6 separate regions of the Mus musculus genome follow, and all the other regions are linked to region 1. A link is a contact called in public Hi-C, capture Hi-C and promoter capture Hi-C data. All regions are on one chromosome and are shown on one strand. The core of a region is the stretch at or near the end of the contact, and the rest is flanking DNA. Distances in the headings are between cores, read along the strand shown.

Region 1 (4,133 bases), core at 168-2,667:
CTGACAGTTCCTTCTCATTCCAGGACATGTGCATTCGCATTTCCCTTTGGATTTTACACAGAGAGGCAGATATCCAGCCTGAAGTAGGGTTGTCAAAAGGGGCCTCCCTCCTGGTATCCAAGACAGAGTGGGCGGGGACCTGTCGCCAGTCAGGCAAGCAGTCATTGTAATAGACTGGAAAGAAGACGTCTGTTGAATATTAAACTGACTTAGGCATGCCCTGGACGATACAATACAATCCATAAAATGCCCCCACGACTGCAGGTCATTTACTGCAGGTCCAGTCACCAGAGGACAAGACCCAAAGATGGACAGTGCTGTGGGATTCTGACTGTGCTGTGTCCTGAGTTACTAACACCATGGCGTCCTGAAAACGCACCTGTTGTCTGTTCTCAGTCCAAAGCATCAACTTCTCTAGGGGCTGCAAATGACCCAACCCTTTGGACTCCAAAATCTTAAAAGGCCATTTCTCAGAGTCTCTGAAGCAACATGTGGGTTCCAGTGCAAAAGTTCCATCGGAAGACATTTCCCAGGGGTCTTTCTTCTTCCCTTCGAATGAACCCTAAGCTCCACCATTTCCGCTCCCCACACCTCCTGGTGTCTAAAGACTACAGAACGGAAAGCACTAACCTGTCTCCAAGGCTCCCCCCGCCGCTGGAGGAAACCACCTGGTACAGAAGTTTGAGGTTGCAGGGATTCCCCTCTTCAGAGGCAGGTGACAGGTGGCATCCTCAGTGACTCTTCCAGTGCCTGGCGGAGCCTCCCAGGCTGGAGCAGGGAACTGAGTCCCCTGAGGAAGAGGAGTCGAAGGAGGAGGAGGGGGAGAGGGAGGACCTACCTGGGGAAGATGGCACACCCCCCACCCCCTGCCTGCTACCCTAGGGAGGAGGGGAGGAGCCTCTCCCAGCCAGGAGTTGTCTCCTCCCCTTTGGGGGAATCCCCCTCCCCCCCCAAACTGGATCTTTCAGGGGCTGAGGGCTCTTTCTGTCAGTTGGAGATCTGAGTGGAGGGGCTCTGCCCCGGTCCACTGTCTAGGTGCACGGAAGTTGAGGGGCGAGGTCTTCTACTCTCCAGCAAACTGGAACCAATTCCTGGCGGTTCCCTGGAGGGTCCTGGCTTGTGCGTATCAGGACGCCTCTCCGCGGTGAGTCCCGGGTGGGATGCGGGGTGCCTACTCCACAGGCATGGCTCCCTTTCTCTCTGCCTCAAAAGTCCCAAACTGTCTGGAGTGCGCTGAGGCGTGAGGGAGGTCTCACTCCGGGTCCTTCAGGTCTCACTACCCTTCCCGACTTCTGGGGGTCTCCGCTGGAGCCACCGTGGGAGGGACAGCCGCGTGCCCTGCGGCGATCTCTTCTGGCTGTCCGGGGAGTAGGGAGGGTCCTCCCTCCCAAGGGAGAGGGAGCAGGTCCCGGCACAGGGTGTCCCGAGGGTGGGGTCCTCGCACTCCGGCTCCCGCCCGCCTGGCCGGCCGGCCTGGACAGCAGGGTCCCGGAGGCCGCGGTCCGGGCTCCCGTCACCCGCTGCCGGGCGGCAGCGCCTCCCGGGTCACGTCCCCCGTCCGCCGCGCTTCCCGGAGCGTGGGGCTCCCCGCGCTGCCACCTCTGAGGCTCCGACCGGTCGGGGCAGCCAGGAGCCGGCAGGCGGACGGAGCGCGTCGGGGCTCGGCTCGGGCTCGGCTCAGCTCCGCTGCAGGCCCCGGCTCCTCCCCGGCCTCGGCGCCGCGCTCCGCGCCCCTCCCCCTCCCGCCGCCGCGGCCGCCGCCTCCCGGCGCGGGTTAAGGAGGAGCGCGGAGCCCCGCAGCCCACGGGTCGCCGACCCTCCGTCCCGGGCACTGGCGATGCCAGCGTCCACGCTAAGGGCCACACACACCTCTCATTGTGCTGTGGTCTACGCCTAAGACAAGTATTCCCAGTTTTCTCAGAAACGCATTTGATGGCTCCTCTCTTTCTCTTCCAGACAGCTTATAAAGGGTTATAGGGCCGGGCGTGAAGTTAAAGTTTACTCTTATCCTGGAGGTCAGTGAAAGATTGGATCGAGGATGTATAAAAAGATAAATGAGTCTGTTATAGAGAAATGAGCATCGGGAAATGGGGTCTTGTGTTAGTTTCGGCTCTGCAAACTTGTGCAAGGCCCTAGTTTCTGGAAGCATAGCCTGTGAAGAAGGGACTATGATACTCTGGCCTGCCTACTAATATGGATGTCGCAGTCACCAAAGGAAATGATTTACGAGTTGCTTTTTAAAATGGTCTAGTACACAAAGGGTTCAAAGCATGATTATTCATTTCCCTTATAAAATGTCATTTTTTTTTACCTTTGTGCTAAAGTCAAGTGACATTTCTATAGACTATGTTATCCTGAGTGCCACAGGGAGATAGAATGGGCTCTCAGCACATCCCTCTACTTCTTACAGAATAATCTCCATCCTGGGACAGGAAATAGAACCAGGTTAGCCCATCTCTTACCTCCCCAGTCATGCTATTCCAGTACAAACTCTTAGGTATATCACCCTCTGGCTTACTTTTCTCCAATTGTGTTCTATTATAAAATGATAAGACAAAAGAAATTGTTCACTTGATATTTGAATTGCTCAAAAAGATGACAGTTTGATGACTCCCTGTAGAAAGAGATGTCATTTGTCTTCTGGCTAAATATATGCCTACTGCCATTTACTTACATTCTTGTACATATAACCACATTACACATACAACGTCTGCATTAAGGCTTCACACTCTCCGTGTGTTATCACACTTGATTCTTACTGGCAATTCCATGCAGCAGTATCAGGCCTTTAGAGTGTAACTACAGCTTGAAGATATTGTTTGTGTCTGAGTTCATGTAATTCGCACCATTATGCAATTCGTAGTGTTACTTTGTGTCAGGTGTTGAACCCAAATGGCCTTAGAGCCAGGGTCTAAACCTCTAGTACATTGTTGGCTTAAACTGGGAAAACATGTCATTCTCAAATTGCCAGTCAGTGAGCCCCCTAACAAAGCCTCTTCCCTCCCCACACTTCCAGTATCCATGTGAAAAGATTCATTTCCTCCAGCCTAGTGGCACCCACTTGTGAGTATCTTGAGTTCAAGGGCAGCTAGAGGAGGATCTTGATTTCAAGGGCAGCTAAACTATATCATGAGACCCTATCTGTAAAAAGGATAAGATGGGGCCAGGCTTACAGCCCAACTGGTAGAGGGCTTGCCTGGCAAGCATGAGGCCCTGGCCTCTATCCCTAGCACCACAAAAGCACAACCCTATACAATGGCAAGTATTTATGGTCCCAACACTGGGGAGGAGAAACCAGGAAGATCAGTAGTTCAAGGCCAGCCTACACTATGTAATGAGTTAGGGAGGGGGAGGCATTGTTATAAAATAGGTCTTATAGCCCAGGCTAGCCTCAAACTCTCTATGTAGCAAAGGATAGCTTTAAACTTCTGATCCTGGAGTGAAGCATTGGCTTGAAGTTCAGAGCACCTGTTCTTCCAGAAGACCCAGGTTCGATTTCCAACCCCAACATGCAAGCTCACAACCATCTGTAACAGTCTCAGGGGAACCAATACCCTCTAGTTACCTCCATAGGTGCACAGGTGGTTTGTGTGTGTGTGTGTGTGTGTGTGTGTGTGTGTGTACATACATATAAATATAAATAAATAAATACACACACACACACACACACACATATATATATATATATATATATATATATATATATATATATGCACACCACACAAATGCATGTAAAACACTCATACATGTAAACATAAATAGATAAGTTTAAATGCCTGGCCTCCTGTCTCCACCCGCCCAAGTGCTGGAATTACAGGCCTGTGTGCACAGGCACTGTTAGTGGTTTTTTTTTTTTCTTTCAAAATAGCTCTTTTGTTTTTAAATTAAGTATCTCTATGCAGGGGTACAGATGTTCTTGTGGGGCAGAAGAGGGTATGAGAGTCCCTGGAGCTGGAGTTGCAGGTGGTTGTGAGATGCCTGACTGTGGGTGCTAAGAACTGAAAGGCTCCTTGGCAAGAGCAGCAAGTGCTCTTAGCTACAGAGCATCACCCCAGCCCCACATATCCAGCACTGAGGCAAACTTTCTACCAACTGAGCTAATGTGAAGCATTCTGGGACAGATCAAAGGAACT
Region 2 (4,026 bases), core at 890-3,389, 300 kb before region 1:
ACTCTTCTTGGACAATTTCTTCCTAGCTCTTTCTTGTCTACAAGCTCACATTAGATGAAGGAGCCCTATACACATACAGTTTGACACCTTGCTGCCAATGAGAAAATGTAGATTTGACCTCCCAGTCTAATAAAGACAGCCCCACACAGACACTCACGAGTGTGATTTAGTTTCTATACTGAGAGTGGACTCCATTTTTCCCCAATAATTAAATTTAAGGACAAAGGGGAAGTCACAATAGAATCCCTTGTATTAATTTTCCATGAAGAATATTTCTTCTTCATATTTCCATTAAATGCCAACTGCTAGAGTGGAACCTCTCTTCATCTAAGGCAGACATGGTCCATTGATGTGTGCAGGATACTTACTGATAAAAGCAACTAAGAATGTGATTGCCAGCAGCAGGAGAAGTAGCATCAGGGATGTAAGAAGCAGTGAGGGGGAACCAGGCTTTCTTAGATCACGGATAGGTTTCTCTCTGGGAGCTAGAAGGAGAAGCACATTCATTTCGTGAGAAGTAAGTTTTATCTTTGTTTCTTCTTTTCCACCCTCCTCTTCTTCATTTTCCTCCATGACACATAGTTACTAATAGCAGAAACATTTAAAACAATAAAAAATGCACAGACTTATACTGTTGAAGTAACCGGTATTAATATTTTGAGATTTGAAAAAATACTTTGAATACATATATGTGTGTATACTTACATGTACACATTTATACAAATATATGTAAATATATATTACAAAAATACTTTATTAATGTTTTTCATAGAGTGTTTTGTTTCTTTGTGTGTGGTTTTGGGGGTTGGGTTTGTTTTTGTTTTGGCTTGTTTGTTCATTCATTTGTTTGTTTGTTTGTTTGTTTGTTTGTTTGTTTTTGGTGATGAAAGGTATAAGAAGCTAGTGTCTCTCTATGTAGTCTTGGATGGTCTACAACTCATTATGTAGACAAGACTGGCTTCAAATCTCCAGTGATCCTCCTGCCTCTGCTTCATGAATGCTGGAATTAGAGCACATGTGAACCTTTTAGCAAGTGTTAAAGTACGTATATATAATATGTTTCTCACATGATAACACAACATAAACATTGCCACCTGCCCTACAACTTTTCTTTGCATCAGTATTATAAATATATTTTCAGGTCACTGTACTTTCATAGTGTTCTTTACTGTGGTTGCAGTACTGTATATTTAAATCACTTCCAGACTATCCAAATATTAAAGACAAATATATAATAAGAGATAAATATTTCTAATCATAGTCCACCTCTTGAGCATAATGTCAGTCTGATAACCACTCTCAAATGGCTGGAAACTTTAGCGGAGCAACTGCCTATTAAGTGAGAGGTTTTGCTCTGATCTATCGTATAAAAGAAAAAAAAAAGTTCCTTCAGGATAAAAGCTCCAAACACTGAAACAGTTTTCATGAAGTTACAAAATTCTGTCAAGCGTAGAGGGGAGAGCTCACTATTAAACAATATGATTTAATTTTCAGAAAAATATATGCATTTATGTTCATTTATATAGAGCAGGAAATACAGCAAGATTCAAGGTATAGTTTTTGTAAATAACAAGAAAAAAACCATGCCAAGAAAGCTTTTCCTTCCCACTATACAACTCTACAGCTCTTCAAGTCAATTTACAGTTAAACAGCTGAGACTCCAGTAAAATACCAGATGGGAGCACTCAAAAAATCATTCACAAATACCACCTAACTTTGAGAATGACATTTCCTTTATCCTCCCATCTACATTAAGTACAGACAGGGATTTCTGTTTTGTTTTACCTGCAGGAGATTCTGAGTAGGTGTGCAAGGAGTTGGATTCATTCTTGAACTTCACTTCTGCATAAGTGATTTCTGAAGCCATATCAAGAAAAAATCTTCCTCCGTCAGAAGAGAGCCTTGTTCCTTCTCTAAGGCTCTATAGTATATGAGAACCAATCACTGTGATAAGTTGTCATATTGCACAGTTGTATGAAAGAAGAGACATGTCTCACTAGGATAAACGAGATGAGAACAAGAAACCACAGCATAGAATCACCAGGGCGAGATAAGGGAAATGCAACCTCTTAACATAAGAAAATAAGAATTGTAGCCCTCAAACCCACTCAGCAAGATATGCAAGTACTGCAAAGTGGGAACTCAAAGGGGGAAGGAAAGAAAGAGGAAGGAGGAGAAAGAGGAACCATGCTATTAGAGAACCCTGTTGTAAAACACTCTGCAGCACACATAAATTCACTCACTTCTATATGCAAATGTGGTTTCTGGAAAACCAGACAACATAAGCAAACTCTTAAGGCACAACGATGATTTTGACTGAACAGGAAAATTTTGATACCACATTGTAGTGGACCATTAGCCCTCACCATTGTGTGGATTCCCACTTTTTTCTCAGCTGCCACCAGTGTGGGGAAGGCAAAGTTCACATTCTGTTTCTTCTGAAGTTGCTCCTCTGAGCACTCTGCCTCCTGCCATAGATTCATAACTACCTGCATGGGGACTCTCCACTCACTTTGCTACTGGACATGCCCAGAGCTCCTGAAACAGCTCTGGATAGTAGCAGTGGTTGGACTCTCTCCTCTCCTTGTGCCTCTCTTCCCTTACTCCCAGCCCTCCTCAGCTCATGCTTTAAATGTTCACTGCACTGTTGGGAATAGTTGAGAGAATAAAATGGATCACAGAGTACAAGAGGGGACACTTACTTGAGCTGCTGGAGATGGAATCATTTGAGTCACTCCCACAGACATCTTCCAGCTCACAGCCACATGCTCAGCCTTCAGTTCTTCCAAAGACTTCCCTTCTTTGAATCTCCTCTAGCTACTTCCATGTTACACTACACATAACAATCAAACAACATGTGCATGCATAAGACACACAGAGAGAGAGAGAGAGAGTTTGTATTTACTGGTTTTCTTTTGCTTTTATATCCAAACATGCTGAAAACCATGGGTTAACACTATTACCCCCATTTTAATGTAAAGCCACAGGTTTCGTTTTATTTCCAAAATTTGGCATTTCTAATCTACATCTATGAGTAAAAACAAATCTATGCTCATTATCTCTATCTCAAACTCCCAAGTGATAATCTCTTGGATGCTCCCATCTCTTTCCCACAATGTTGCTCACACTTCACTTAGAGGCCTGTACTTTCTGGGTGGACTCCAAACCTCAGGTCAAGCCTATGTCCCCTAAGCTGGATGTGCTCTCATTCCTGGTGCTGATCTCTGGGAAGACTCCACTCAGCCTCCCTGGGTTTTAGCACACCACCAAGGTCACCTTGATGGGCAGAAACTCTCAACACCCTGGAAGGTACCAAGCAGCGACACAGAGATATCCCACCAAGCAGACAGCATTCTCACCTCACGATTCTCTGAAAGTGACACCATTTCTGCCTTCTGTGCATAGATACACTCCTCATCCTACTTGACTGCTAACACCCAATGTCAGGCCATCCACAACCAGGCATGGATATTCTCGTTACCTTAATAGACAGTAACGTCCCACAGTGAGTTTTCCACCATGCACACTCTTTACCCATGCCTGGTCTACCCTCTGCAAGGAAGCTTGTGGTGAGAATTTTGAAATTTTTACTTCTTTTAAAAAACATAGAAATATAAGAATATATTTTCATTCTGAATCTCAGGTGCAGCAACCTGTGCTTGTTTCAGACTTCCCACAGCAGCTGACGATAATTAACCTCATGATCTGGTGGCGGTGTGCTTATTCCAGTTTCAGAAAGTTTCTGCAATTGTGTCATGTTTGGAATCCTGGGAAATTTTCAGAGAGTATATAAATTCTAGAGCCCCGATAGGCAGAATTGGTGGTTAGTGGTTGTGAGGGGGAGGGGTTTTCAGATTATTAGTAGTCATGCTCAAAGAAGAAACAAGCAAGAGATTAGATTCAAGGATCTCTATCTTTCTCTTCTTTCTATCTCTCCTCTTTCTCCTATCTAGTTATATGGGGGTGAAATGATGAGGAGCAGAGATAAATGGTGGGAAAAGGTGAACCCAAAATGTAACAACAAAT
Region 3 (4,129 bases), core at 1,116-3,615, 430 kb after region 1:
ACAGACATAGCCCCTAGGGAGGCCCCAGAGGAAAGAAACTGACTTCTGAGCTTTGAGGGGTTTTCTGTCTCTTCATTAGTCACCAGGGAAAGGAAGTTCGCAGATGGAGGGGCAGAAACACCTGAGGGTTAAAGCGAAAGGTGAGTGCGTATGCGTAGTCTCAGGGAAAGCGATGCTTTACAATCCTAGATAAGAGTTCCTATGCACAGAGACAACTGGAGGAGAATGCTAACGATAAGGAGCGACTTCGAGGCAGTGTGGACCCCGAGGCCTCAGCAGACTGAGCAGAGCAGAGGTGTGTGTAGAATGGCTTGTGTAGGTGAACATGTGGCTCTTGTTTCCGCCATCTCTCTTCTATTTCCGGCCTGGAAGGCTCCTGCTCTCATTGACCTTCACCTCCAGACCGCCCCCGCCCCCTTCCCTCATCATCCACAGCCCATTTCCCAGCAGAGCTGTCACAGCTGACGAAATGCAGTTCTTCATGGAGATGTGCTCTGGCAATCAGGTGAGAGGGGAGTAGAGAAGAGTAAAAAAATGAGTTGGGCCAGAGCAGCGGTGGCGCACGCCTTTGGACCAAGCATTCGAGAGGCAGAGAGAGGCGAGCGGATCTCTGAGTTCGATGCCGCCCTGCTCTACAGAGCAACAGAACAAGGAAGCTTCAGGACGGCCAGGGTTACAAAGAAAAACCCTGTCAAGAAGGGGTGGGGGTGGAGGAAGGAGTTAGGTGAAGAGAAAGATCTCGTGTGTGTTCCGGAGTTGGAGGCAAAGCAAGTTCAGCGCGCAGTGTGGAGAGAGCATCAAAGTCGGTTGTCACACTGTACCTGCCGTTTAGAAAATCTTTGGTGTTTAGATCTATGCTGAAATCTCTTTCTCCACCACCCCCATCGTCCTCCTGGTCTCCCCCCTCCTGCTCCTCCTCCTCTTCCTTCTCCTTCTCTTCACCCCCCTCTCGACACCTCCTGAAGTCATGACAGAGCTAGAGGTGGATAAGATGATTGTGAGTTCAGGACTTTAAAGAATGGTCAAATTCTGAGGACCCAGTGACTAACGCTTGTAGAAAGCATAAACATCTTTATTTTTAATACATTTGTGGCTGAGCTAGCTAGACCTCATTGGGCACATTGACGCATCATTTGTTGGTCTCTATGGTCAGGACATGCACTTGAAAACTTTACTAGATGCCAAAGTCAAGAAGCCAGGAGATGGCAGTTGCTACCCTCCACTCGACAGCACTGCCACTCAGGGAGGTAAGCTGTGGGACCCTGGACCCTGAAAACCAGCTCTGCTCTCAGACCGAGTCTGCCACTTCAGATTGGTTCTGTGTCGTAGATGCAGGACATTTCCAGAATATCTCTCCAGGAAGAGCCTTTGAAGCCTGGATCCCGTATCTGTTCAGTCTCTGATCACAACTCTTTGTCCGTACTTCCCCGGTGGCCTTTCTGACTTCTCCTCTCCGTGGCGGTCCTTTTCTTTGTATGAGTGAGTTCTCTGGTTGGCTCTGAATTTCTTACCAATCTCCCAGATCATAATGGGAGTCTTGTTTTCCTGTATTTTCTTCTTAGCCTCGTCAGCAGATGGCGGTATTGCCCCGAAGGCTGGGTTGGCATCGCTATCGCCATCGCCCGCAGACAGAGGGCTCTCAGAGGACTCCAAGTCTTTCCCAGAGACCTGGCTGTGGGAATTGATTCCAGTAAGTTTCATGTAAGCGATGGGATAGAGTCTGCAGAAAAGTCAGAATCGTTTTTTTTGGAAAATCTCAGTGTCAGGAACTCCTCCCCCAGCCCCACCCCCGGAGAACAAACTACACATCCACGAAGCGCACGCACACTGCATGTTCACCCTAAGTCCACACTGATGCTTAAAAACACTGACTACGTTCCCATTTTTGACAAGCCAAGAGCCACATAATCGTGACACCCCACCAGCCACATAATCGTGACACCCCTTTTCTCGGGTGCGGACGCCTCTACTTTTCCTTTTGCAGATCAGTCCTCTCCAAGGCGCTGCTGCTCCCCCCACACCCAGCAGACCTAACTTAGATTCTTGGGGATCAGGGTGATCCAGGCCACAGTTCCCGGTGCCATCACTGAGCGGAAGGCTGTGACAGTCTACAACCTCCCATTCCAAAGGCTTCGCCTGGGCTGACTGCTTTCTGCCCACTCTTGGTTGACCTGACGCTGCTTTTACTCAGTCATTCGTGGGGAATCCTTACTTCCACCGTCTTCAGTTATCTAAAGGACTGCATCGGGATGAGAATGGGGATACTAGAAGCTGTGCAGCCCTGGAGTCTCGGGCCCACACCACAAGGCTGTCCCTAAATTGGAAGCATACGGGACTTCCCTGGGAGAGGCCATGTTGGCGTCTCAGGCCCCGAGTTTCCCTAGCACTATCTTCTATGCTCACACCACCCTTCTCTCTCCACCCCTGCCCCCTCCCACCTCCCTTCTTTCCTTCCTTCCTTCATATGTAAGTTGAGCACACGGCTTCAAGCCCCCTAACCAAACGCTCTACTTTTTTGTTTGTTGGTTTTAATTTATATTATTCTTGGACAGTTCCATACATGACTACATTTTTATCGTTCCCACCTCCCGTTATCCTTTCTCATCCCATTCCCACCTCCCAGCCTGCTTTTTATTTTGAGATGGAGTCTCCACAAAGCTGCTTCCACTGGCCTTGAACGCACTCTGTAACCCAGCCGGGATTTGGGTTCGAGCTCCTGACCCAGCCTGCTGAGGAGTGTTTACAGGCCCGTGCTGTCATGCTCCACTTTCCAGAACTTTATCTCTTTAATCATTCGGGTTCAGACTCACGTGATCGTGAGTGCCCGTAGACTCATGGCCAGATTATCTGGCCTCCAGCTGCCTGTGCGCTGATGGTGCAAAGACCTGTCAAGCTGGGGAAGCGAGGGCTGATGGGCTGGGAAGCCGGCAGGCTTGGAGACCTCCCTCCATGTTTCCTGCTCCATGTGCTTGCTTCTGCTTTCCTCCCGTTTATTTCCCTCTCTCCTTTCCTTCCGAGGCTATGTGGTAAGTAAATGAGCAAAGACTCAAAAATGATGTCCAAACAAATCCATCCAACCTGGAATATCCTGAGGGTGAAAGGAGAGCTTTTGGTACTTATGACAGGACAAGGACTCACCACAGGACAGGTAACTAGTCTGCTTTAATGTGTTTACCCATTTTTAAAAATATTTTTTATTTATTTATTTTTTTTATATGTAAGTACACTGTAGCTGTCTTCAAACACTCCAGAAGAGAGCATCAGATTTCGTTAAGGATGGTTATAAGCCACCATGTGGTTGCTGGGATTTGAACTCAGGACCTTTAGAAGAGCAGTAGGCGCTCTTAACCACTGAGCCATCTCACCAGTCCTACCCATTTCTTAAAAAATATTTTGTAATAGTATCTTCTAGTCTCCTGTTGTAATTGTTGTCTCTGAGGCTTACTGTGTTAACTTAGGCCTAGTCCTGGAAGCTTCTAGCCTCTGTATAGTCTTATCTAGGCCTAGAATGTTTCCAACCTCTGAGACTTACTGCTGAGTGAGCTCACCCTTTCTTTTTTCTGTGGGAAGCCGTTGCAGAGTGGCAGTTGCAGAGTGGCAGTTGCAGAGTGGCAGTTGGCTACTGCTGGCCACCACACATACATAGGCAGTGAAGGTTCTTTTGCCAAGACAAGTTAACCAATCAGATGTGAGATACACCTCTCCTAGGCCTATGTAAGCAGCGCCAGTTCTGGGCTCAGGGTCTTTCGCCTCTACAATCAAGCTCTCCCAATAAACGTGTGCAGAAGGATCCTGTTGCAGCGTCGTTCTTCCTGGCCAGTCGAGCGCGCGCAAGATTTTTCTTTTTCTTTTTTTTTTTTTTCTGAACTCTATTGAACCAACTGAATTGCTCTGCTTGACCTCAAGCCAACTCTGGCAGTATGTTCTAATCTTCTGGCTTCTTCTTATTCTCTGGCTTGTTCTGTCTTCAGCTGTATCTAGCTTGTTTTCTCTTTAACCTGTTTCTGTAAAACTCCTCTCTCTCCCCCACCCCCTCTCTCTTCTCCTCCCCTCTCTCTCCCCTTTTTCTTTTCTGCACTTCTCTCTTAAGTAGGCTCTCTTTCCTGTCTGTTCTCCTGAGAGTTGGGTG
Region 4 (4,231 bases), core at 510-3,009, 310 kb after region 1:
AAAAAGAAAGAAAATGGATATAACTCCAACTTTCTCCACCACAACACTTTTATGAGATGAACCAGAATACAATGGAGATATTGTTGCATATCGTCTTTGTGATTTGTCTTTGTCCCTATATATTTCCACACAAGAGCACAAGGCTATGCACAAAACTAACCAAGCATTAGAAACCACGCAACAAAGACAAGTTATGGAGCACAAAGCCCACTGTTGCTCTGCCCTGACTCAGGTCCCCCTCTTGATCTCATTCCCAAGAAGGGCCACAGAGGAACCCGGCAGGCTCTTTAGCGTGTCCTGCCCGGGCCCACAGCCCCTGAATCAGCTGCACCACTGGGCAAGCCAATTGTGGGATTGCATCTGGCAGAAAGAGGAGGGGGAATACAGTAGCGTTTCTTCAGCATCCAAGATTGCTTTCTATAGCCAATCCTTTAGCTGGATTCTATGCTACCTGCGACGACTGCACTCCTTTTGTGCGTACACGTAGCATATACTTCCATCATGTATGTAAATCTTTGTGCGTCCGCCGGAGCAAGTGTTAGGTGGTCTTTCCCTCAAGGGGCTTAAGGGGATCCAGTTTCCCGTATGGTGGTCTCTGTAGGTGTATGTAACTTCTTGTTCCTTTGGTATTTGCTGAGTCATATATCAATATGCAACTCTTTTCTAGGGATTAATAAGTGCTTGTATTGTAATTTCACATCATCTTAACCACCCTTAAGTCCGAGGCTAGCTCTCACCACCTGCAAACTCTCACCTTTGTGTCAACACAAGACATCTCTTGCCACGCCCCTTCAGTCTCAACCTCCCATCTAACCCATAGCCCAATGCCACGCCCCTTCACTCTCAGCCCCACCCCCATCTAACCCATAGATAACCCCATGGGCATGGAGAACCAAGAATCTGATGTGTTAGGGAAAGAAGAGTCAAGACAGAAAGACTCACCAGAGGGGATGCTGATTGCCAAGACAAGCAGCAAGGCCTTCTGCCCCAAGAACAGCATATCTAGGAGATGGGTGGAGGATGGGAGAGAAGCAGAGACCATGATGCCGAGAGATAGCAACATCTCACGTCTGGCTTGCATCCCCCTCTCCCATTTTCACTCCGGAAACCTTGCTTTCTTTGTACAGCTCAAACCCTTCCTTTTCTCTCATCCGACATTCATGTCCCTCTGACTGTCACGACCATCATTCTACAGAAAATATCTTTTTAAATTTGAGTTGTTTAGTTATGCTACCCAGGCTGGTCTTGAACTCCTGGACTCGCTTCACTTCCCCCACCCTCCACCCCTGCCACCCCACCGCCACCCCACTCTTCTCAATCCACCACCTTTTAGCTTGGAATGCAGGCATGTAACAAGGAGGGAGGACCTTTGGTATTCTAATTAAGGCATCCTTGGCCCTGCCCCATAGCCTCTTTCACTCCTAATATCTAAGCTACCTTTGGTGCATCTGTGTCTTTTCCAATATCATCTGCTGATCTCGGTGTTCCTTCTCCTTTGAGTTCCCCACATAATGGAGAGGGCTCAATTCTAAGTTAGGGACATTCTCCACCCTTTAGCACACACATGCACACACAGACATTCTCAATGTATAGTTTTGTAAACAACTCACTGTCTACAGAGCTGCGATCTGTCTGCCGGTGGCCTCTGGCTGCTGAGTGTGTCCGTCCTTCTCACGCTTCTCTGCTGTTCTACTTGGGCTGGAGAATAAGATGAACACAGCCACACCCTTGGAAAGACTTCACATTTGGCCTATTCTAAAACAATGAAGGGGGGGGGCAGAGCAAAGAGGGAGAGAGGGAGGAAGGAAGGGAGGGAGGGGAAGAGAGAGAGAGAGAGAGAGAGAGAGAGAGAGAGAGAGAGAGAGAGAGAGAGGCGTAGAAAGCAGTGTTACAATAAGGCTGGAATGAGAAGGGAGATGGGAATTTGCAGTCACTCACACCCTCATTCCAAAGGTTATGACCACACTGGAGAGGGAGCTCACTGCTCCCTCGAAGGGCCAGGGCCGGCCCAACATCTGCTCTCCTTTCATCAGTCCACTTTCCCTGTCACTGCTGGGCTCAGCTTGCCTTTCTGCCTCGGGTTCCTGTCCCCCCCAAGCATGCTCCCCCTAATCTCACTGGACTCTGTCTCTGTCTCTCTGTCTGTCTGTCTCTCTCTCTCTCTGGCATTCTTCTCTATTTGAATCATTACTCGTTTCCCTCTCTTCCCCTTTCTTCCCTCTTCCCCTGTGTCCACCCCTCCCTGCTTCCTCCTTTCCTTTGTATGAGTTAGGGTTGCCCAGGTTGGACAGGCTGACTGCAAACTCCCTATGCTGCTGGTGGTGTAAGGATGTGCTTGCATGTCTGATCCTCCTGCCTCTATTTCCCAGGCATGGGGCGCTTTGCCTAGTTTGTGGAGTGCTGGGGATTAAACCCAGGGCTCCATGCCGGCCAAACCAGCATCCTAATGAGATACATTGCAAGCCTCTGTCTTCCTGGCTGGCCTGGAGCTGGTCATATAGCCCAGGCTAGCCTCCAACTGTGGTTATCTTGAGCTTTCCATGTAGTGGGATTATAGGCTTACACTACCAAGTCCCTGGTCTTCGTGGGTTTGATATTTTATTTAGCACCTAATTTACAAGTTTCTACTAATACAACTTCGTGTTTAAAAGATTAAGAATCTTCCTTTTTACATTTGAACCATCCTAACACTAAACATCTTCTAAAAACAAAACAAAACAAAACAAAACTTTCACTTGAAAAACAACAATGAGAAGACAGCTGAAACAAACCAGAACTTCCTTTCATACAGGTAACATGAGGGCCTAATTCACTTTTCCTTTTAAAAGCTTCTGAAGACAGCAGGGTCTTTAATCTCAGCACTTGGGAAGCAGAGGCAGTTGGATTTCTGAGTTCAAAGCCAGCGTGGTCTACAGAGTGAGCTCCGGGACAGCCAGGGCTACACAGAGAAACCCTGTCTCAAAAACAAAACAAAACAAAACAAACAAAAAAGAGGGGTGGGGGGTGGGGGAAGGCCTTGGACTGAGCATGGCAAAGTGGCAGCACTCAGGAGGCAGAGGCAGGAGGATGTGAGGCCACCTTGGTCTGCTGTTGAAGTTTGGTCTGTTGCCGTGTATTGTAAATCTAAATTCTGTACCAAAAGGTTTAGGCCTATGAGTGGTGGCTTCTCCGGTTCACAAGCTTTTGTTGCGCAAACCTTGCTCCTTAATTTAAGACTTTTGGTTAAATAAAATTGGCTACAGTCAATTACTGGAGGGATTACAGGTAGGTGGGTTTGGGGTTACCTGGTTCGAGAAGAGAGGAGAGGCGAGGAGGAGAAGGAGGAGGAAGGACTGGGAGAGAGAAGGAGAGGGGAGATGGAACATGAGCACTTGGCCAGGAGAAACAGCAAGTATTTGGGGTACACCACTAGGGAGGTAGCCAGGTCTACCTAGTTAGAAGTGTCTTCCATGGTGGCCTTGTTTGGTGTGACTTAACTTTAGCTTTGCTTTCTCTTCCTCAAGAAGTGTTGTCAGGATGTGTGTCCTGGGATAGAGGGTTGTTTCTCTACAAACTTTTTTGTAGGCTGGATACTATCAGACATATCAATTTGTTTTCTTTTTTGAGACAGGGTCTTTCTACTCAGCCCTGGATGTCCTGGAACTCTCTAGGTAGACCAAACTGTTTTTGAACTCCCAGAGATCCTCTTGTCTCTGCTTCTCAAGTGCTGAGACTAAAGGTGTGCACCCCAATGATAGCACAGTAAATATTGGTCTGTTATATGCTCTGTACAAAGTTTCTCTCATCGGAATATTTGATATTTGATCCTTATCGTCTAGCTGTTCTTTTATGTCATAAAGAGCGTCACCAGTTGGGAAACCTTTAATATAAACATGGGTTTCTTTGTTTGTTTGTTGTTTGTTTAATGTCATTTTTATACTTATCAGTCACTTCAGGGAAGAATCCGTTTGGAGATCTTCTGATTTTAGTTGTTTGCACTGACTTCTGTGAGTTTTGCCCTAGATTTGCTCAGTGCTTGCAAGATTAAAGTCATTGTCACATTAAAGTATAGAACTCACTCTAGACCAGGCTGGCCTTGAACTCAGAGATCTACCTGCCTTTTCCTCCAAAGTTCTGAGATTAAAATCATTCGCCACCACCATCCAGTTTTTTGTTTCTTTGTTTGTTTGTTTTTAAGATAGGGTGTCAAGCCGGTTGACTCTAATGGTACATGCATTAATCTCAGCACTAA
Region 5 (4,466 bases), core at 495-2,994, 470 kb before region 1:
CAGTATCCCCAGAGCTCCCAGGGACTAAACCACCAACCAAAGATTACACATGGAGGGACCCATGGCTCCTGCCACATATGTAGCAGAGGATGGCCTTGTTGTTCATCAATGGGAGGAGAGTCCCTTGGTCCTAAAAAGGCTTAATGCCCCAGTGTAGGGGAATTCCTGGACCAGAAAGCAGGGGTGGGTAGGTTAGTGAGCAGGGGGAGTAGTGAGGGAATGGAGTTTTCAGAGGGAAAACCAGGAAAGGGGACAACATTTAGATGGTAAATAAAGAAAATATATAATTTTAAAAACAGAAATAAACCCAACCAAGGAAACAAACATAAAACTCTACAGTGAAAACTTTTAGACTTTGAAGGAAAAAACTTAGGAAAAAGACCTAGAGGATAGCAAAACCTACATTGCTTATGGGTTTCAAAAGTTAGTCTAGCCTACAAAAAGAATCTTGAGACACAAAAGACCAATGATACAGAAATAAAGTTTTCTTTTGGCATGTTTGTCTGGAGTATCAGGTCAAGGATTTGGTAACCCCATGGTTTGGATCTTGGAAATGATGGCACACCATGATAGAAGTCAAGAAACCATTGAAGACTGAAATAGTTCAGACTCTTTCAAAGCCACTGAAGCTATGGCCATTTCACAAGAGCTCATCTCTATACATCCACAAAGCCTCTTCTCTGGGGAGCAAAGCCTTACATATGAAATTTCAGTGACAACTCAACCAAGCCATATCAATTTTAAAATATGCTTCAAGATACTTGAAAAAAATCCACGTGTCTGTAAAATAAAAAGTTCTGAGGGAAATTTCCAATCTGTGGAAATAATAGAAAGTTTCCTTGAGGCAAAAAAAATATTGTGTAGCACATAGGAAATCTGGCTCATCAAACACGGGGATTACCAAGTCATATGTGTAGCACTTCTATCTCCTGACACTCATAACCTCAAGACAGCTGATACTAGTGTGACTTTTACAGACATTAAAGAGTCTTTAGAAAACTTGTAGGAAGTTAAGGAAAGACATCCTATATCAAGCTCACATTCCAGACAAACACTGAGTTCTGTCTAACTGAAATTGCTTCTGCTGACACTCAAATCTGTTCCTCCTCTAAAATTTCCAAATAAATAAAAAATAGAATTAAAGTACCTAATGAGTCCTTAGACATTGTGTGTCAGTTTAAGAAACTGAACTGACTCACAAAGGCATGTGTGGCTGATCTATAAAACAGTCCAGTGGATAGCATCTTGGTAAAGGGGTCAGATTCCACACAGTGAGCACCTAAGAGCTGGTAAAGGAAGAGGAACAGAAAGGACCTAAAGAAAACTTTCATTGCCAACTTGTAAATATGCACATTATGTTCCCAGCTGTGTGGTGTGGGCAGAGATAATTTAGAGGCTCTCAGCCTCCTGTCTGTGAACAAATGTATACTTGATAGAAACAACAAACAAACAAAAAACAACAAGAATTCAGAATGTGGTACTGAGGCACATAGTGCCAAAGGAAAATCGGGACCAAGTTAGACTTTGAGAAAAGTAAGGCATTTACCAACTAAAATAACACAGATATATTTTTCAGGCCTCTCTGCCATTTCTCTTGATGCTTAGCATATACTTCATCATTTCCTCTTTTGTGGTCTGGAGTGAGAATTGGCGTGGTGTCCACTAAACTCCTTGTCCTTGTGCAAGAGAGGAAATTCTGACTTAATTGCACATCTATAAAGCACGTTGACATACTGTGCTATCCGGTCTGTTAGTCTTGAACTTTTAAAAAGAGGGCCAAGGATTCACCATTCAAGACTCACTTTCCAGGGGCTCTTTCTAAACTGAGAAGAGAAGGAAAAGGAAGAAAGGCAGGAAAAAGGAAGAATGAATTCAACCAAATCGCCTGCATCCCACCACACAGGTACAATCTAGGCATCCTCCTTGACTCTCTTAGAAGTTTGCCAAGGGCTAGGGTGATAGAAAAGCACTTACTGAGGTGGAAACAAAACAAAAGAGAGGAAAGGTCAGAGCTCTTGCTGAGGAGTCTGGGAGAAGGGGCCAAGGGAGGTGGGAGGAGCTTGCCTGCTGACTGTTTCTACCTTCTGTGATACTCTGAATGTCTTTGAGCAAGTCCTTCACTTCTGTGGAATTTACTCGAATTGTCTGTAAAATGTATATCTGGCATAAGAAAGTACTTACTGCATGGCTGCCAACTGTTTGGTCTAATTTACAAAAAGCTTAAAAATGAAATGCTGAGAAGAGCCCAGCAGGAGAAAGACTAGAAAGGCAAAGGGAGAAAGTGAGGTAAGATGAGAAGAGAAGAAAGGGAGGAAGCACGGAGGGCAGTCCTTAAAGTGCAGAAGCATTTTAAATGGGGAGAGTAGAAATGAAAAGCTCAGACTTCTTAAGGTGTGGTTTCCAGGCTAACATCGGCCGGAAGCAGAGGCTTCCACACGGCTCGCCTGGATTGTTAGCTTTCTGGGTGAGGACCAACAGTCTCCAGAGGGCACGGATGCATGGGCAAGCCTGGGGACTGGTAGATATGAAATGAAAACAGGAAGGAGTAAAGATAAAGTCAACTCAAATCTCGTTCGTATATTGCTTTGGGAAGATCCACTGTGTATTTTATCCTTCTTCCTACAGAGAGAGGATGCTTCAAAAACTCCCAAGTGCTCTCCTGGACGATAGCCGGGGCCTCCATCCTGTTTCTCAGTGGCTGTTTCATCACCAGATGTGTCGGTGGGTTCTGATGATCAGATTCACTCTGTCTCTCCATGGCAAACACTAGCAGTAGATTCTTGCTTGGTGCATCACTTTTCCTATAAAGAGGCTTTTTGGTTTTGTTTTAATAAAGTTTTGTGCATGCTATATTTAATTATTCTTGACCGACTTTGTTGTTTAACAGTTTCATATGTGTATATAATGTTTTCCATTACTCTTTCTCTCACACCCTCTCTTATGTACCTCCCTTCACTACTAACCCCACCTGCTTCCTTTCTCAGTTTCATGAGTTTTAGTTAGTTTAGTTTAGTTTAGTTTAGTTTAGTTTAGTTGGGTTTAACATGGGCCATCTGTATGATCACAGAGGGAGGGCATCCATTGGAGGAGGGCATCCATTGGGGGAGAACATCCATTGGAGGAGGGTATCCATTGGAGGAGGGCATCCATTGGGGGAGAACATCCATTGGAGGAGGGTATCCATTGGAGAATGATAGGGTCATTCAGAGTACACAATTGAAAGGAGCAATTTCCCCACTCCCTGAATCTATCAATAGGAAGCACTCCAACAGAAGACGTACCCTTCTCCAACCATTCTTTGGCAAACCCAGCACAGGCCTGTTGGTTTGTGATTGTAATAGCTGTGTCCTCTCCAGAAGATGCCGTTTTCCCAACTATTCGCCTTTTATTCAGGCTATTACATTCTTTCCCTTTTCTGCAGTGTACCCAACACCATAAAATGGGTGATTAATATCTGGTTTAGAGATGAACACTATCCATTATTTATTCTCAGCACCTTGTGTAGTCCTGTACTTCTTCATCCTCTGCCAGTCACCACCATGACAGGCTCTGCGATGGAGGCTGCGCTGTGTTTATTCATCTATGGACATAAACACAAATATATAAATGGCAACTTGACACTATATTAATTTGCGCTTCCTGGTTCCACCTTTCCCCTCAAGGTGTCCCGATGCTGCTGGTACACTGGCTTGGAGAGGGCTGGGCAAAGTCCTGAAAGCGTGGGGTCCACAGTCTGCCTCTTCCCTTGGCCCTATCAGTCGCTGCTGCAGACTGGGCTGAAAGATTGAAGCAGAGTCTGGAACAGGCAGGATCCCCATCTGGTTGGGATCAAGTCGGCTATGTGTGCGTGGAGAAGGCTTTTGCTAAGAATCTTAGTGTTACGGGTCTGACATCTTTAATGAAGCAGCTCTCTGAGACAATCTTAGCTTGTCAGTATTTTGTGGGAGGTGGATTTGAATGCATAGACTTTATTCAGGATGAGCCAAGGGTTATATAGTTTTGGAGAAGAGCATGAGAATATCCAGAGAAGGTAAAGGTCATTGGCTGAAAGCTACGGCTACTGAAATGCCTCATTTTTATGGAGAGGTGTTCTAGGTGCTGAGTCCATGACTGACCACGTGGTTAAGGGTCACCTGGTTATAGGCTCTGAAGCAGGCATGGAAACAGGGAAGGAGCTAGTTCTACTCCTGCCACTCTCAAGTTCTGAGATTTCCAGGGTTTAAATATGCTCTACCTCACCAATTCCATACCATTCCTCTTATGGCATGGTCCCACACTCCACATTAATTCAGCTAAGTGGTTCTCAACCTTCCTAATGCCTCAACTCTTTAAAATAGTTTTTCATATTGTGGTGACCCCTGAGTGTAAAATTACTTAGTTGCTACTTTGTAACAGTAATTTGGATACTGTGATGAATAGTACTGTAAATAAATATCTGCTCTTCAAGATATCTGATAAGCCACCAC
Region 6 (4,696 bases), core at 1-2,500, 440 kb before region 1:
CACGTTCTCTCCTTTGCTGCCTTGTCTCTGTAATCCACTCAGTCCACTAAGTGCTGTCTACTGGAATGTTGACTGATCTTGTTAGTTTAATCTTATGCCAAGTCTTGTGCAGGTGACAATAGCTACTAGGAGTTCATGGCTGCAATGGCCATGTCTTATCCAAAAGATGTATCAATAGCTTGCTTATAAGTAATATAATATAATTACTATAATAAAGCATTATTTCACAGTCTCACAGTGCAGATCCAGTAGCATCCTTTAAATCAATCGGGAAACCAGGGAGAGTCTCTGGCATACTATGAGCCTACATCTATATGTTCTATGTACTATTTTTCTCTCTTCTTGTCAAAGGAATCTTCCAAAGTATTTAATTCTCCTTTTCATTTTATCTCATTTCTTTTTAAAATATACTTTATCTCCCCTCTTGCTTCTATCTGATTTTAGGATCTCCTTTCCTTGGTCTTAGCATCTGTTACACAGCTTACCAGGAATCAGCCATGTCCTTTGTCTCCATCAAGGCCATCCTCATTGTGTTCTAATACCCCTCTTCTTAAATCTTTACACTGCCATCAATTCACATTTTAAAATTATAGTCATGAGTACTTAATCTAGTTAAATGTGAAAAGGGCTGAGCATGATCACATATCAACTAAAGACTCAGCCCTCAAAAGTTGGAAGAAAGGAGGTCAAGTCTGAGGCAATCCCAGGCTACACAGAAAATTCAAGACCAGCCTGTGCTACGTAACAAAACTTTATCTTGAAGAAGGAAGAGTTAAGAGAAAGAGGGGCGAAAGACAAGGAGGAAGAGGAGGACCATGGGAAGAAAGGAAGGGGAGAAGAGAAAGAAAGTAGGAGGGGGAAGTGGATGGGTGGATAAATGATTGATAGATAGGTAGATAAATAGATAGATAGATAGATAGATAGATAGATAGATAGATAGATAGACAGACAGACAGACAGATAGACAGATAGACAGATAAAGAGAGAGACTCACATTTCATTTGGGATTCTTCCAGCCACATTATGTGTGTCAAGAGATTCCAGTCTGCTTTTTACTTCTTGCCCAGAGTGTATATTTCCATCACAAGTATCTCTTCAGAAACATTTAAGATTGGACATCAATACATCTGTCTTATTCTGGTAAGATCAGTAAGTGTTCAGTACAAGAGAGCCAAGTGAAAAAGAATAAATCTTAAAAACAGAGTTTCCTCTAATGTACTAGAACACAGGGAGCAAAGAGGAAAAGGAAATTGAGAAAGCAACCCCAAAGCCAGTAAAAACTTCCAGAAGTGTGTCATGTAAGATTTCTCAATGTGTTTTTGCTACTCATATGTCATGTTTTCAAAGGTAGTTTGAGGTAAAATGAGGCTTAGAAAGTTCTCTAGCTCAATGAAATATGTCCAAAATAACAATGAACAAAGCTTTTAACATAGATTTTGTGCACATGGTGCATGTAAAGACATGAAATCCTTTGCTTTAGAACAGAGGAAGAAGTTGGTGAAGCCACTGATTAGATTTCAACATTTTCTCAGGTAAGTGAAAGTAGGCTTGTTACGGCAAAGGAAGAAAAGGTTGTATGATAGACACTATTGTGATCTCTGGTTCCACCTACAGGATTATTAAAGAATGGACATTTGTGTTCCTCCAAACTTTATTCGTTGAAGCCATAAACACTTCTGTTGGTGTTTAAAGGTGGAACCCAGGGAGGTCACTAGAGTTAGCTAAGTTCGTAAGTGGGGAGTCCTTATGATAAAACTACCATGCTTAGAACTCTGTCTCCTCTCACCCTCGTCTCATCTCTCTCCTCTTTCTTCTCTCTTCTCTCCTCTCTCCTCTCCCCTCTCCCTAGTCCCTTCTCTCCTCTACCCTCTCCTTACTCCTTCTCCTTTCCCCAACCCCTTCTAGAATACTGGGACACAGCAAGAGAGCAGCCTTCTCCAAGCTTAGAGAAGGGATCCCACCACAAAGAGACCTTGCACATATAGCCCCCATATATTCATGAGAATAAATATATACCATGCATCTATAGCACTGTTGTTGTGTCTGAACTCAATTATCATAAATACCCAGCAGCTTAGAAATGTTTCTTAAAGTCTATTGTACAGCATATAACACCTTTCCTGATTTTTTTTTTCCTTAGCGTCATAGGAGGCTTGGAGAAAGTAAGATCTGAGTTCTTATTGTGTATTATTCTTGTGTCAAAATTAGCAAAGTGATGGGCCTGTTGGCTAAATTCCATAATTTTCCTAGATAACAGACAGCAAGTTTATCAAGGGGGAAGCAGCAACAAAATCAGAAACAAAACTGAAAATCAGATTCTAAGCTAAGAAATCTTTACAAATGGTAAAAGGCAAAATGGACATCTTGATAGGTCTCCAAAAACAAATTTAACTTCAGTTAACAAAAATAATTTATTTCATTATGACAATGAAATATTTGATTATTATTTGAATGTATAAGGCTCACTATGGATTCACAATTATTCAGAGAATAAATAATTCATATGTCATAAAACATAAATAAATGTTATAGATGTCATCCGTTTTCAATGGATCTCATTCATCAAATAATTATGATTATGCACATTAAAATATGTATTATTTTCTTAAATGAAGACTACATACATATTTCCAGTATAGCTATATAGTGTTTTGTTTTTGTAAAATTAAATAACAGATACAAGAAATTATAAGGCAAGCGATTGTGGGCAGATGAGTCCATTCTGTACTCAGAACAGAAAAGGCCAACATGTGTAAGCCATTACACCTAATAACAGGAAGAGGAAAAAGCCAGGCACCCACACATAGTGAAGGTTCATAATGTACAACAAAAGGGAGTCAAATACATTCATCAGAAGAGTTAACAATGCAGGCTTTCCTCCAGAAGATAAATCCCCAATGTGGCCCTCTGGGTTGTGGCCTTGTGGTTTGGGAAATTGGCAATCAGTGACGCACATAACACGAGCCGGTCATGCATAAGCACATCATTGTGGAAGAGACAAAAACTGCTAAGTCATCTAAGAAATATTTGATTGTATCATCACTACATTATTTGGTAAGCTATTGAGTAAATAGTGGTCCCAGGCTCCAGGTAAGATAGGTTTCTAGAGAGAGCTGGGAAAGGATACAGAGGGTGCTAGAGGTGGGGCAGGTATAGCTGCTGACAGATTGGCACAGGTCTGCCTAGGTGAGAAGAACATATTCAAGCAAGCTCTTATTGTGGGTTTCATGGAGAGGAGCATGATGGCAGTGGGAAGGTGGTGGTTTGTGTGTTAAACACTGTGGTGTAGAAGTTTCTCAACCATTTGCAGGCATAGCAAGCAAGCCAGTATGAGATATGCTGGTTGCTTCTCTGTCAAGTAAATAGAAGAAGTAAGTACATATGTTTGAAGTTAATTCAAAATTGTTTCACTCATGAGTTAAAATTGATCATGTGATGCTGGTACTTTATAACACGTTTATATGTAGTGTCTACTTGTGTAATTATTGAAGTTGTGTCAGCTGTTTATGTTAGTGTTTGGGGAACTGCTGTTTCAGTCTGGTTTGATTGTTTGCTTTGGAAGTTTTTTGGTTTTTTTGTTTTTTGTTTTTTTGCGGGTGTTTTTGGGTTTTTGTTTTTTGTTTGTTTGTTTGTTTGTTTGTTTTTGTTTTTTTGACACAGGGTCTCTCTGTGCCAGAGATAAAGCCCAAGCTGGTTTAATTGATAATATGCCTGTCCCTAGATCCTGAGTGACTCTGGGATTATAGGTATGTCCCATCACACTCAGATCTTAAGTATATACAATTTTTAGTAAACTAAAGAGAACACTAGCAATAACTATAAACTACATGCACACAATTTTACAGTTGAAATGTTATGTGGGAAGATTAACCTTTATGAGCGAATGCACATGCACAATTCTCACCTCTTAGGCACCATTCAAGATACCAAGAACAGGCCACCAATTCCAGCTTACCTGGAAATCCAGTGATAAATTTAAAAGGATTTCTCGAAAGGCTGAAAGAGATGGCTCATAAGGATTCAGCTCAGATCCTCAGCACCACACATAAAATGTCACGCAGAGGGCCCCTGAACCTGGAGGAGTGCTGGAAAAGCACAGTGTTGGGGACAGGAGGATTGTGCTAGGACCTGCTGGCCACCAGCATAGCTACAAATGCCAAATTCAGAGCTCAACATTGTCTTAAGAGATATGTTGTCTTAAGAGACCAGAGGAGGGAGCCAGAGAGGAGGACTCTATGCACATAGATAGGCATGTGTATACCATAAACACAATAAATAAGTAAGTGCATTTATTGGCTAATAAAACAACGTTTTAGTGAAATTCAAGTGGAATGGTTTGCAAGAAGTGAGGCACACAGCCTGTTTTAGTGCTCCTTTGAGAACATGCTGTTTTAAATGCACCAAATACGATCCCAAGAATCAGAGACAATATAATTGACCTGCAGCTCTTTCCTTCCAGCAGAATGTCCTCATCTGCGGATTGTCACCTGCCTGTTTCACCTGGCTGTGAGAGAGAAGGCTATTTGACACAAACAAGACAGTGCTAAGAAAGCTACTTTGACTTCCTTCTTGTACTGCTTTTTCAATAGCGGCAATACGGCTGGATACCAGGCCCCTACAGTCAGACCTTCTAGCTTAAATATTACTCCCTACTGCAGCTTTACTTGCTTTTTCTCCAGTGTGTTCTTTTCTTCCC

Evidence for each region. Promoter capture Hi-C pulls out the DNA fragments that hold promoters and counts their contacts. Hi-C and Micro-C count contacts between places; a contact is called where the count stands out from the background. Capture Hi-C pulls out chosen DNA fragments and counts their contacts.
Region 2: a capture Hi-C map of macrophages shows a contact between it and region 1, with 2.6 times the contacts expected there. The contact joins the promoter of Clec4a2 here to the promoter of Foxj2 in region 1. A contact is called at or near these places in 1 of 39 promoter capture datasets (neutrophils), 1 of 115 datasets of contacts at active chromatin or transcription factors (bone marrow-derived macrophages) and 2 of 9 other capture datasets (liver and macrophages).
Region 3: a Hi-C map of the G1E-ER4 cell line shows a contact between it and region 1, with 2.5 times the contacts expected there. The contact joins the promoter of 1700063H04Rik here to the promoter of Foxj2 in region 1. A contact is called at or near these places in 1 of 39 promoter capture datasets (pre-B cells) and 2 of 484 Hi-C or Micro-C datasets (the G1E-ER4 cell line and erythroblasts).
Region 4: a promoter capture Hi-C map of adipose tissue shows a contact between it and region 1. The contact joins the promoter of Mfap5 here to the promoter of Foxj2 in region 1. A contact is called at or near these places in 3 of 39 promoter capture datasets (embryonic stem cells and stem cell-derived epiblast-like cells), 1 of 115 datasets of contacts at active chromatin or transcription factors (memory CD8 T cells) and 2 of 9 other capture datasets (adipose tissue and pancreatic islet).
Region 5: a contact with region 1 is called in a promoter capture Hi-C map of the HPC-7 cell line. The contact joins the promoter of Clec4e here to the promoter of Foxj2 in region 1. A contact is called at or near these places in 4 of 39 promoter capture datasets (the HPC-7 cell line, embryonic stem cells, macrophages and 1 more), 2 of 115 datasets of contacts at active chromatin or transcription factors (the HPC-7 cell line and bone marrow-derived macrophages) and 1 of 9 other capture datasets (macrophages).
Region 6: a capture Hi-C map of macrophages shows a contact between it and region 1, with 3 times the contacts expected there. The contact joins the promoter of Clec4d here to the promoter of Foxj2 in region 1. A contact is called at or near these places in 8 of 39 promoter capture datasets (the C10 cell line, the HPC-7 cell line, HPC-7-derived erythroid cells and 5 more), 4 of 484 Hi-C or Micro-C datasets (the HPC-7 cell line, bone marrow-derived macrophages, myeloid progenitors and 1 more), 4 of 115 datasets of contacts at active chromatin or transcription factors (the HPC-7 cell line, bone marrow-derived dendritic cells and bone marrow-derived macrophages) and 3 of 9 other capture datasets (adipose tissue, embryonic stem cells and macrophages).

Annotation. Positions count from the first base shown.
Region 1 is chr6:122,817,468-122,821,600 of GRCm38.p6, reverse strand. Foxj2 (forkhead box J2) reads right to left here and starts at 1,417. Exons shown (of 11, transcript NM_021899.3): 1 at 631-1,417.
Region 2 is chr6:123,121,429-123,125,454 of GRCm38.p6, reverse strand. It overlaps Clec4a2 (C-type lectin domain family 4, member a2), which reads right to left and starts at 2,139. Exons shown (of 6, transcript NM_011999.4): 1 at 1,786-2,139; 2 at 369-485. The coding sequence starts at 1,867.
Region 3 is chr6:122,389,615-122,393,743 of GRCm38.p6, reverse strand. 1700063H04Rik (RIKEN cDNA 1700063H04 gene) reads right to left here and starts at 2,365. Exons shown (of 2, transcript NR_152109.1): 1 at 2,213-2,365; 2 at 1,057-1,720. RefSeq lists an enhancer at 1-1,139.
Region 4 is chr6:122,511,112-122,515,342 of GRCm38.p6, reverse strand. Mfap5 (microfibrillar associated protein 5) reads right to left here and starts at 1,759. Exons shown (of 10, transcript NM_015776.3): 1 at 1,611-1,759; 2 at 943-1,002. The coding sequence starts at 1,000.
Region 5 is chr6:123,287,149-123,291,614 of GRCm38.p6, reverse strand. It overlaps Clec4e (C-type lectin domain family 4, member e), which reads left to right and starts at 1,744. Exons shown (of 6, transcript NM_019948.2): 1 at 1,744-1,903; 2 at 2,626-2,721. The coding sequence starts at 1,867.
Region 6 is chr6:123,258,661-123,263,356 of GRCm38.p6, reverse strand. It overlaps Clec4d (C-type lectin domain family 4, member d), which reads right to left and starts at 1,250. Exons shown (of 6, transcript NM_010819.4): 1 at 995-1,250. The coding sequence starts at 1,022.